Linked DNA regions of Mus musculus: region 2 is linked to region 1. The links are chromatin contacts, called in public promoter capture Hi-C maps. All regions are on one chromosome and are shown on one strand. The core of a region is the stretch at or near the end of the contact, and the rest is flanking DNA. Distances in the headings are between cores, read along the strand shown.

What was found. Promoter capture Hi-C pulls out the DNA fragments that hold promoters and counts their contacts.
Region 2: a promoter capture Hi-C map of the HPC-7 cell line shows a contact between it and region 1, with 2.0 times the contacts expected there. The contact joins the promoter of Rin3 here to the enhancer-like site in region 1. A contact is called at or near these places in 4 of 39 promoter capture datasets (the 3T3-L1 cell line, the HPC-7 cell line, embryonic stem cells and 1 more), 3 of 484 Hi-C or Micro-C datasets (myeloid progenitors, myocytes and nephron progenitors), 8 of 115 datasets of contacts at active chromatin or transcription factors (DN3 thymocytes, bone marrow-derived dendritic cells, bone marrow-derived macrophages and 4 more) and 2 of 9 other capture datasets (adipose tissue and liver).

The regions. Positions count from the first base shown.
Region 1 is chr12:102,170,722-102,175,436 of GRCm38.p6, forward strand. All of the region lies in intron 2 of Slc24a4 (solute carrier family 24 (sodium/potassium/calcium exchanger), member 4), which reads left to right. Among named protein-coding and RNA genes, the nearest start is that of Slc24a4, 44 kb to the left of the region's middle. Within about 2 kb of position 3,205, at least 4 of the 459 cell types and tissues checked have an H3K27ac peak or open chromatin away from gene starts, as enhancers often do. A contact at or near this core is called in the HPC-7 cell line and bone marrow-derived macrophages, where this site is marked.
Region 2 is chr12:102,280,953-102,285,442 of GRCm38.p6, forward strand. Rin3 (Ras and Rab interactor 3) reads left to right here and starts at 2,122. Exons shown (of 10, transcript NM_177620.4): 1 at 2,122-2,374. The coding sequence starts at 2,334.

The DNA of each region.
Region 1 (4,715 bases), core at 1,955-4,454:
AGACCTCAAAGGTGTCGTTGAGAAGAGTAAGAAGATCTCCAGAACAAAAGGGCCAGTAGAGTGAGCCCCACCAAACACAATGGGAGCCTCGAGACCAGGAAGCATGCCCTGGTGAATCTATTGAACAGCTCAGCAAAGCCAATGTGTGGTGCAGAGAAGATGCGGGCAATCCCCCCTCCCCCCACTGACCAACCCAGTAAAGAGCTCATGACTATTGGCTCAATATGCTTGGGGGGAAATTGGAGAATTCTGGATGTGAGCTATGCAAGATCACTAAAATTAAAGTCCTTGTCAGTCCACAATGTGGGTAGATGGTGGCAGAGATGTCAGCTTCAATGTCATGGTTACATTGGGTGTTATTGCTTTGTTGGAGGCCTGTTCTGGGTTTTGAAGGGCATCCTGCTACCTCCTGGTCTCTATCCACAAGATGCCTGCAGGGTAGTCACCTTCATATCTTAATGAATAAAAGGAAGGCATCTCTAAACCTTTCAAAGGTTTCCTTTGGAAGGAGATAGTCTGCAAATTTGCCCTTGGTTGAGGCCCATTGACAAAGAAGAGAAGAATTTTGTTCTGGGGAGGAAGAAAAAGCAAAATATTTAGGGTAGGATTGCATGGGTTAGCAGTCTCCTTTCAAATGACTCAGCCAAACAAGTGTGCAGGAGCTCGGGGAGATGGATTAGTGACCTGAGTCAGAATACATAGCACCCACATAAAAAGCTGGGAGTGGCCCCAGACACCTGCATCCCAGTGCTGCAGGAAGAGACAGGGGATCGCTGGAGCTTGCTGTATGGCTATCTAGCTCAATGTCCAGTAAGAGAGACAGACCCTGTCTCAAGGGAATACGACTCAGGACACACATATCCTTCTCTGGTCTTCGCATGCACACGAATCAGTGCTCCCACATGAGCGCACATACAACACTCACACACACACCACATATGCACACTCACACACACCACAGCAACAGACATATGAGTGTGTGATATAGGCAGGTGCTGGGTGCCAGTTTTCATTATCTGGTCTGAGTAAAAGACCCATGGGTGTTTATTGAGTCTTTAAACTTTTATTTAGGTCTGGGAACACTCAAAATAAGATGATGCAAAAATGTCAGAAGGGGGCCCGCAGAAAAAGTACAGCTGAAGTCAAGAACTCCGAAGTGTCCCAGGGTAGAACACAAGGACCACAGCTGCCTAAATCTGCCCTGTGTGAGATGTGTGACTCAGGGACATCTCCTGAGTCTGTGAGTCCTTGTCACAGGGCGGAGGAGAGCTTGTCACTTCCATCTGCCTCCCCCCACACTGGTTTGGAATGGAGTGAAAATCTCTGATGCTCAGGAGAGCTGCTTTCCAAGGAAGATGGCTGCCTACTTTTTGCTCTGATTGCAATTGTTGATCCATTTTACTTACTTGTTTGAGAAACATTATTTGAAAAAAAATGTGTGTATATAAAGAAAACATTCTTTCACCAAAACAAATGTAAAATAGTTAAATGAGAGAATAGCACCAAAAGGCCCAGTGTCTAAGGTCCAATAACAAGAATATTCTAGAGAAGAGAAACAGGGAAACAAAACAAACTGAGGATAGGAATCATAAAAGCTAATCTGAGAACATTTGGAACTGAATCGCCAAACAACAAGTCTGTTAGGTCCTCAGTGTGGGCTGGGGATGTGGCTCAGTTGATAGAGTGATTAATACCCACAAGGCCACATAAACTGAGTGTGGTGGCATATGCCCATGATCCCAGCACTCAGGAGGCAGAGTCAGGAGGATCAGGAGTTCAAGGTCAACATCAGCTAGATGGAGCATTTGAAGCTAGCCAGAGCCACATGGGATCCTGCATCAAACCAAGCAAATCCTCAGCAAGAAGCCATAGATAAGCTTCACTAATTTGACAGGCCTTTACTGCTGTGAGCTTGTGTTCAGTACTGAGAAAGGTGTCTGGAAGCTTCCAAAGGGAGAGAAAGGGTCACAAACAAGGGATTCAAAAGACTGGCATATGATGACGATGACAGTGCTGACACTGGAGGCCATCGGGTAGGTCTCAGAAAAACCACGAACCTCTTTACTCAATTCACCTATAGGCTGAGCCTCCATCATGGTGCAGAGCAGAAAGAAACAGGCAAGCATGTGAGCTCTCACAGGGCATCTCTGAATCACGGTGGCCTTGTGGTCGTCACTCCGGTCCGCGGTGGCCTTCTACGGTCTACTATGTATCCTTGACAGGAAGGGCTCAGCTGAGAGCCTGAACTTCCCCTCTCCTCTGCTCTCCCTGGCTGCCATTGGTCAGATAGTTGCTGACTGCCCCTGATCTCAGTAGAAGACGACACCCCACAGCCCCACTGGACTCGGCTTGTGTCTCGAGGTACCCCATTAAGGTGCTGTGACCTCCTCCCTCATGTGCAGACTGCCACAGTCAGAGAAGGGTGACATGGGAGGTGTCGAGGACGGAGCAGAGAGGAATGCTGGTGGTGGCGTGGCTCTGACCTGTGACATCCATAAACTAGTCAGGGTCTGGGTGGGATACAGGCTAAAGAGAGGGGCAGAGCCAGCATATATAAAAGCAGATAAATATCAACCAATACTAGAGGATTGATAGGTTAGGGGTTCTCAGAGTGTGTCAGTTTCCTGACAGCACCCCCCACCCCGAGATCTAGGTACAGAGTAAGTGAGCCACATTAGGCAGGCTCATCCCTCACCTCCATACCCCAGACCCAATTAGAACAGCAAGGTGCCAGGGTGTGACCTTTGACCTTTACCAGCTGCTCCCATGGGTCTCTGAAGCTAGAATTGAGTTTGACCCTCCAGAGAGGATAGCGCATGGGCATCCCCTACTGGACACAGAGAACCCCGGACTTGGTCCCTAAAGTGTCTGAGAGGTGATGGGGAGCTATCATCAACCACACTGTACGTGTAAATGTGTGTGGTGATCCTGTTGAGGGGTGCAGGGGTGGGCATGGCAGCACCCTACAATCGAAGTGTCTCTGGGTGAGGATTCTGCAGAGGAAAGTACCAGGCTTCCAAAGTGAAGTTTCCAACACAATTAGACCACCCCCTCTGGATCAGTCAGTTTCCATTGCTGTAATAAAAGACTGACCAGGATCAACTTATAGAAGATAGTCTTTATTTTGGCTTACAGTTCCAGAGGGGGAATCCATGACATCAGGGGAAGCACATGACAGTGGTGAGCTGGAGCAGGAAGCTGAGCGAGCAGGAAGTAGAGTGGCTATAGACTTTCAAAGGCTGCCTCAGTGTTGTACTTCCTTCAACAAATGCATACTTCCTTTTTAAAAAATTTATAATGTTTATTTTTTTAATTGGGTATTTATTTCATCTACATTTCCAATGCTATCCCAAAAGTCCCCCACATGCTCCCCCACCCACCCACTCCCACTTCTTGGCCCTGGCGTTCCCCTGTACTGAGGCATATAACGTTTGCACGACCAATGGGCCTCTCTTTCCACTGATGGCCGACTAGGCCATCTTCTGATTCATATGCAGCTAGAGACACGAGCTCGGGGGGTGGGGTGGGGTTACTGGTTAGTTCATATTGTTGTTCCACCTATAGGATTGCAGATACCTTTAGCTCCTTGGGTACTTTCTTTAGCTCCTCCACTGGGGGCCGTGTGATCCATCCAATAGCCGACTGTGAGCATCCACTTCTGTTTGCTAGGCCCCGGCATAGTCTCACAAAAGGAAGCTCTATCTGGGTCCTTTCAGCAAAATCTTGCTAGTGGATGCAAGGTGTCAGCGTTTGGAAGGTGATTATGGAATGGATCCCCGGATATGGCAGTCTCTGGATGGTCCATCCTTTCGTCACAGCTCCAAACTTTGTCTCTGTAACTCCTTCCATGGGTGTTTTGTTCCCAATTCTAAGAAGGGTCAAAGTGTCCACACTTTGGTCTTCGTTCTTCTTGAGTTTCATGCGTTTAGCAAATTGTATCTTATAACTTGGGTATTCTAAGTTTCTGGGCTAATATCCACTTATCAGTGAGTACATATTGTGTGAGTTCTTTTGTGATTGGGTTACCTCACTCAGGATGATGCCCTCCAGGTCCATCCATTTGCAATGCATACTTCCTAAAGGTTCCATAACCTCCCCAAACAATGGCCAACAAACAACTGGGGACCCCACGCCTGCACCTATGTGAGACCACTATCTCATCCATTACGCTGTTAAACCCAACAGTCAGCTTGTGGCCAGTCTCTGATGGCTTCTCCCTTCGTTTTCCTCTTCCTTTGTTGCTCAGTGAAAAATCCCACAAGGCAGTTCTCCTTGCCAACGCAATACCAGACTATTGCTGTAACCACCATGCCTGCACACTCTTCTCACACCTGGGAAATCTCTTTATTCAAACCAAACCCTGGCTCATTCAAACCAAATGCTGCCTTGGAGAGGGGGGCCTCCAAGCCCTAGAGCAGAGAGAGTACACCCTCGGAGTCCTACACTTTGCTTGCTCTCAGGTCTGGTCCTAGAGACTGGAGCTGTTTGGTGGATCATTGTGAGTGTGAGCCTACCAGCACCCCACACGACCACCAACTCAATGAAGCTCTGCAGAGGAAGGAAGGAGCCTCCCTTCTCCTGTGTGAGGAGCCTCAGAGGTGGTGAGCTGCCACCTAACCAAGAGGATAAAGCCCCAGCTTGTCCTGAGGCGTTGGGCAACCAGGCCAAGATGGACTTCAAGATCACCTTGCAGTACCCACCTGTCTTAGTCAGGG
Region 2 (4,490 bases), core at 872-3,371, 110 kb after region 1:
GCTGTTGCCTAAAGAGTCCTGGGACTGGATTTGAACACGTGACTGCCTTCTGTGCCCAGCTTTCAAGCAGAAAACTACAGGATTGTTGACAGAGATGATAGAGAGGTGACTGTGGCTCAGGGAAGAGCTAACCTCGGAGAAGAAATGCCTATAGGGCCTGGTAGTGCCCTGAGGGGATGGCTGGCAGCAATCTGAGTGCTCGGTGGGGAAGTTGTGTAGGTCAGAGTGGCTAAGGTTGCTCCCTGGAGACCACACTTTTTTGTGCCTTCCAAAAAGAAAAGCTAGTTTGATTGGGATGCAATTCAACAGCTTAAAGTGTATAATTTGATGGTTTTCAGACACAGCCACAAAGTTGTGCAATGAATACCACAGTCAATTTAAAAACATTTTCATCACCCCCAAAGAAACTCCATAGCCATTGCCAGTTGCTCCCCACTCCCCGACCCCACCCCACCCCACCCCACCTCTAGCGAACACTAGTTTACTGTTTGTCTCCGTGAAATTGCCTACTCTGAACACTTCATGCAAAAGGAATGTGTTTAACGACTGGCTTCTGTCACTTAGCATGCTTTCAAGACTCATCTGTGCAGAAGCACCATTGTTGGGGCCCCATTCTTTCTGTGGCTCAATAACAGTCCCTGACTGATGATCCCTGATCTTATTTACATATTCATCGATTGATGAATGCTTGGTTGCTCCCACATACTGGCTACTGTAAATTGTTTGTATTTCTTTTCTTTCTTTCTTTCTTCCTTCAACATAGGGCCTCTCAGACACATGCCAGGCAACCATTCTACCTCTGAACTCTAGCTCCAGCTCTGGATAACACAAATAAAGGCTGATATGAACAGTCATATATAAGGTTTTGCATGGACACACTATGATAGATAGCTTTAATTTGTCAACTTGACACAACCTAGAATCACTGAGAAGAAATTCTCAGTAAGGGATTGTCTGCATTTAGTTAGGCCTATGAGTATGCTGGTGAGGGACTGTCTTACTTAAGTTATTGGTGCGGGAAGACTCAACCCACTGTGGGCAGCACCATTCCCTATACAGGGTGCCCTGAACTATGTAAGAGTGGAGAAAGTGAGCTGATCACAAGCCAGGTAAACATGGTTACATTCATTTCTCTTTGCTCTGGATGTCATGTGACCAGCTTTTTGACATCCCCCCCCTCCCCCTGCCTTGACTTCCCCATAATGAACTGTAACCTGGAATTGAAAGCTGAAATAAGCCCCTTTGGGTACGTAGTTTCCCCTTCTGAGGAACTGCCAAGGCTGCTTCCCAAATCAGCTGGCCCATTTACCACTCCCAGCAGGAGACTGTTAACTAAGCCTTTCCTCTCACTTCCACAGGCTGATTTGGAGGAAATGCCAAAAGAGAAGTGGTTGTGAGGGTGTGTGGACACTCTAGCACTCCTGTGTAATCGTGGGTAGAGGCCAAGGATGTGGATGGAAGTTGGGTTACTCCTACAATGCACAATGCACAAGACAGTCCCAAGCACAAAACATTTAATCTGTCCCCAGCAGTCTAAATAATGCCCAGGCTGGGAATGAATTAAACAAGGTGATATCTTGAGGTCCGCTATTACCTGGTCTCACAGGCTTAGCTAGCTCAGGAGACATTTTTGAGTGTCTGGGCGCTTAAAAAAGGAGGCATTACGACTCGCGGTTGTTGTGTAAGCTAGCAAGTTTTCTCCTTTAGTCTCTCACTGGGTGCTGTACTCAGCACAGGTGCCTTAGATGTCAGGCTTCATGGACGATATCTGCTTTGTTAAACAGTGATCTTATCAACAGAGAAGGTATCAAGGAGAGACAGGATGGCCACCTGTCAGGGACGTGGAGGAGGTGCCCCGCCTTGGGGGCGGGAGTGGGTATGGGTCGTGGCTCCCCCGGGATGAAGGAGGTCCCATTTGGGCCGTGGGCCTCGTCACCTGCCAGCCCTGAGTGCCTTGCTATCCGGTGCCAACTTGGAGACTTTCCTGTGAGTTTCGCTCGCAGGCTCCGGGCGGCCACAGTCCGTGCTGTCCTCGACCCCGGCACCGCCCGCCGCCAGGCCCGGCCCTAGGGGCGCGGCCCGGCTTCCGCGCGCCCCAGGGGGCTCCCTGCTACGAGCAGCCACGGCCGAATGGCTTCTGACAAAAAACCCTTGACCACCAAGGCCGGCCTCTTCCTGCGAGCCCCGCGCGCTGCGATCCAGGAAGTGGAAGGCAGCGGCCCCGCGCTTCCCCACTGGGCGCGCGGCTGGCGGCGGCGCCCAGCCCGGCCCTCGGCGAGGGACAGCGCCAGCGCCACGCGGAGGTCGCTGCGTCCCCAATCGCCTGCCCCACGATGCGACGCGCCGAAGCGCCCTCGAGCGCCCACCCTGCCGGGTAAGTGGCAACCCGTGCCCGCCGCTCCCCAGGTGGCCCGCGTCCTGCCTCTTTTGCTCAGCTTGATCCCCGAGAGCCCTGGGTGCTCCGGATAGGGCTACGGGACGTCGTGGATGTCATGCTGAAATGAACACCCCCCACGAGCGTGCGGATCCCCCAGCAGGGACTAAGGGTGAAACTAGGTTCTGCAAGGAAAGGGGGCGGCCTTGGTGACTGCCGAACTTGGCCAAACTTTCAAATCCAGACTTTGTTAGCGGGGGGGGGGGGGGGGGGGGGGGGAAGCAGTGCACAATGTGCGGCTGGGAGGGTTTGGTGTGTTCGAGCCCGAGATGTCCGTGTAGCCATGGCTCTAGCCTAGGCTGAACTTTGGATGCAAGCACTCGCTGCCCTGGCCCAGCCAGCCCCATGCACCACGAAGCACCGCTGCTCTGCCTAAACCCCAGCTTGCGCCCTCAGGTTCTGGGACCGAGAGTGGGGGTGGGGGCGGGGGTGGGGAGTAGGGTGGTAGATAAGAAGCACCTACAACTTTAGGCAGGCCCATCCAGCAGCTAACTCTCTGCCTGGAGGATTGAGGCGCCACCAGATCCCATCTGCCACCCCACTGGATCGGCTGGGGACCTTTGGACTGGCCTTTGAAGAGCCTGGTGTGTGAGGAGGGTCTAGAGTGCTCGGGTGCAAATGATTGGCGGGATACCCAGACGCAGATGCAGTCTGAAGTGTGTGAAATTAAATGGCTTGGGAACAACCATTCGGAAGGGATTCCTACTTTTGTGCTCTTCCCTACCCCCCACCTCAAGACCTGGAACACTGCCCAGAGCTACACAAGGTTGGGAATGTCCTGTCATCCCGCCCAGCCCAGTCCTAAGAGAAGATCGGGAAGGGTGGGGTTTGAAGCTGCACCGAGTAGAAAGCGATTTCTGCGAAAGTCTTCTAGCACTTTCTGAGGTGCCATGGATGATGGACGAATCTGGGGTACCATACTTTTTGTATTTCCGTTTAAAAGTCCCGGGCCTGATCCCGGATGAATTCCCGTGGCTGCCTGTTTTAATTCTGTGACCTCATCTCTTTGAGCTTCCACTCTTTAGAACAGGAACGCTATCTGTACACATCTTGTACTCTCCAGGGTTTGGGAACAGTAGGGTGTAACTGGCCCCCATTCGGATAGGAGGGACTGGGATTGTCCTGGGGCGGGGGGTGGGGGGGTGGGGGGGGGCTTGGCTGCCTCCTTCCTCCTACCCCCAATCCCAGCTACAACCACAGCCCGGAAATTCTGTGTTGATGTTTCCCTTGGAAGTGATCTCTGTGGAGACAAATGTCATCTGCTGGGAAACTGGGAATTCCGATGCGGAAGGGGTCTCCTGGGAGCAAGTAACTGCTATACCCTGGGTGGGAAGGTAAAGCCGGCTAGAAAAGGAGGGTGAGGAATCAGGTTCTGATCTCATCTACTTCCCCATTTTCCCCAAGGATGGCCTGGCCTGACCCATTTCCTCCTGCCTTTCTTTGTTTACCTCTGTACCAGTGATTGATTTCATTGTGCCTCAGTTTACTAACAAGGATAGTCAGTAGTCACTGCTCTTCACAGGCTGTTTGGAGGGGACATCCTCAGCTGCTATTATGATTAGCATCACTGACATCTGTTGGGTGGGCCCCTTCCTTTTGCCAACTGGGTGATCTGTCTGCCTCATCTGAAACTCCAGAGTCCTATAACCCCTCCCTCACTGGGATTGAATTGGATGAATTCTAATGGCCTTGGTCCCTGCTCAGGGGCTGGTCCTTTTTAAGGTCTTTAAAACACCCTGCACCTGAGCCTCACACCTAAATACTCAGGGACCTCTTACCCCAAGTCACCCCTAGGCCCAGCTGCCACCAGGACTGGTCCTGAAAGCTTTTTGAGTCTATCCTTGCACCCTACTGGCCCAGAGCCCCCTTCTTTCTGGGGTGAGAGACATTCAGATAGCTGGGGACTGCTACCCCAAGCAGCCAGGAGAGTGCCCCTTGAGTTCTGAATCCTAGGATGCAAGCTCTGCTTCTTGTTTAAACGGCTGTCTGGGAAAAGAGATGCACATGGGTCGCTGGCTACACTGGTAGCAGCCACATTTTTTTCCACCCACTGTGC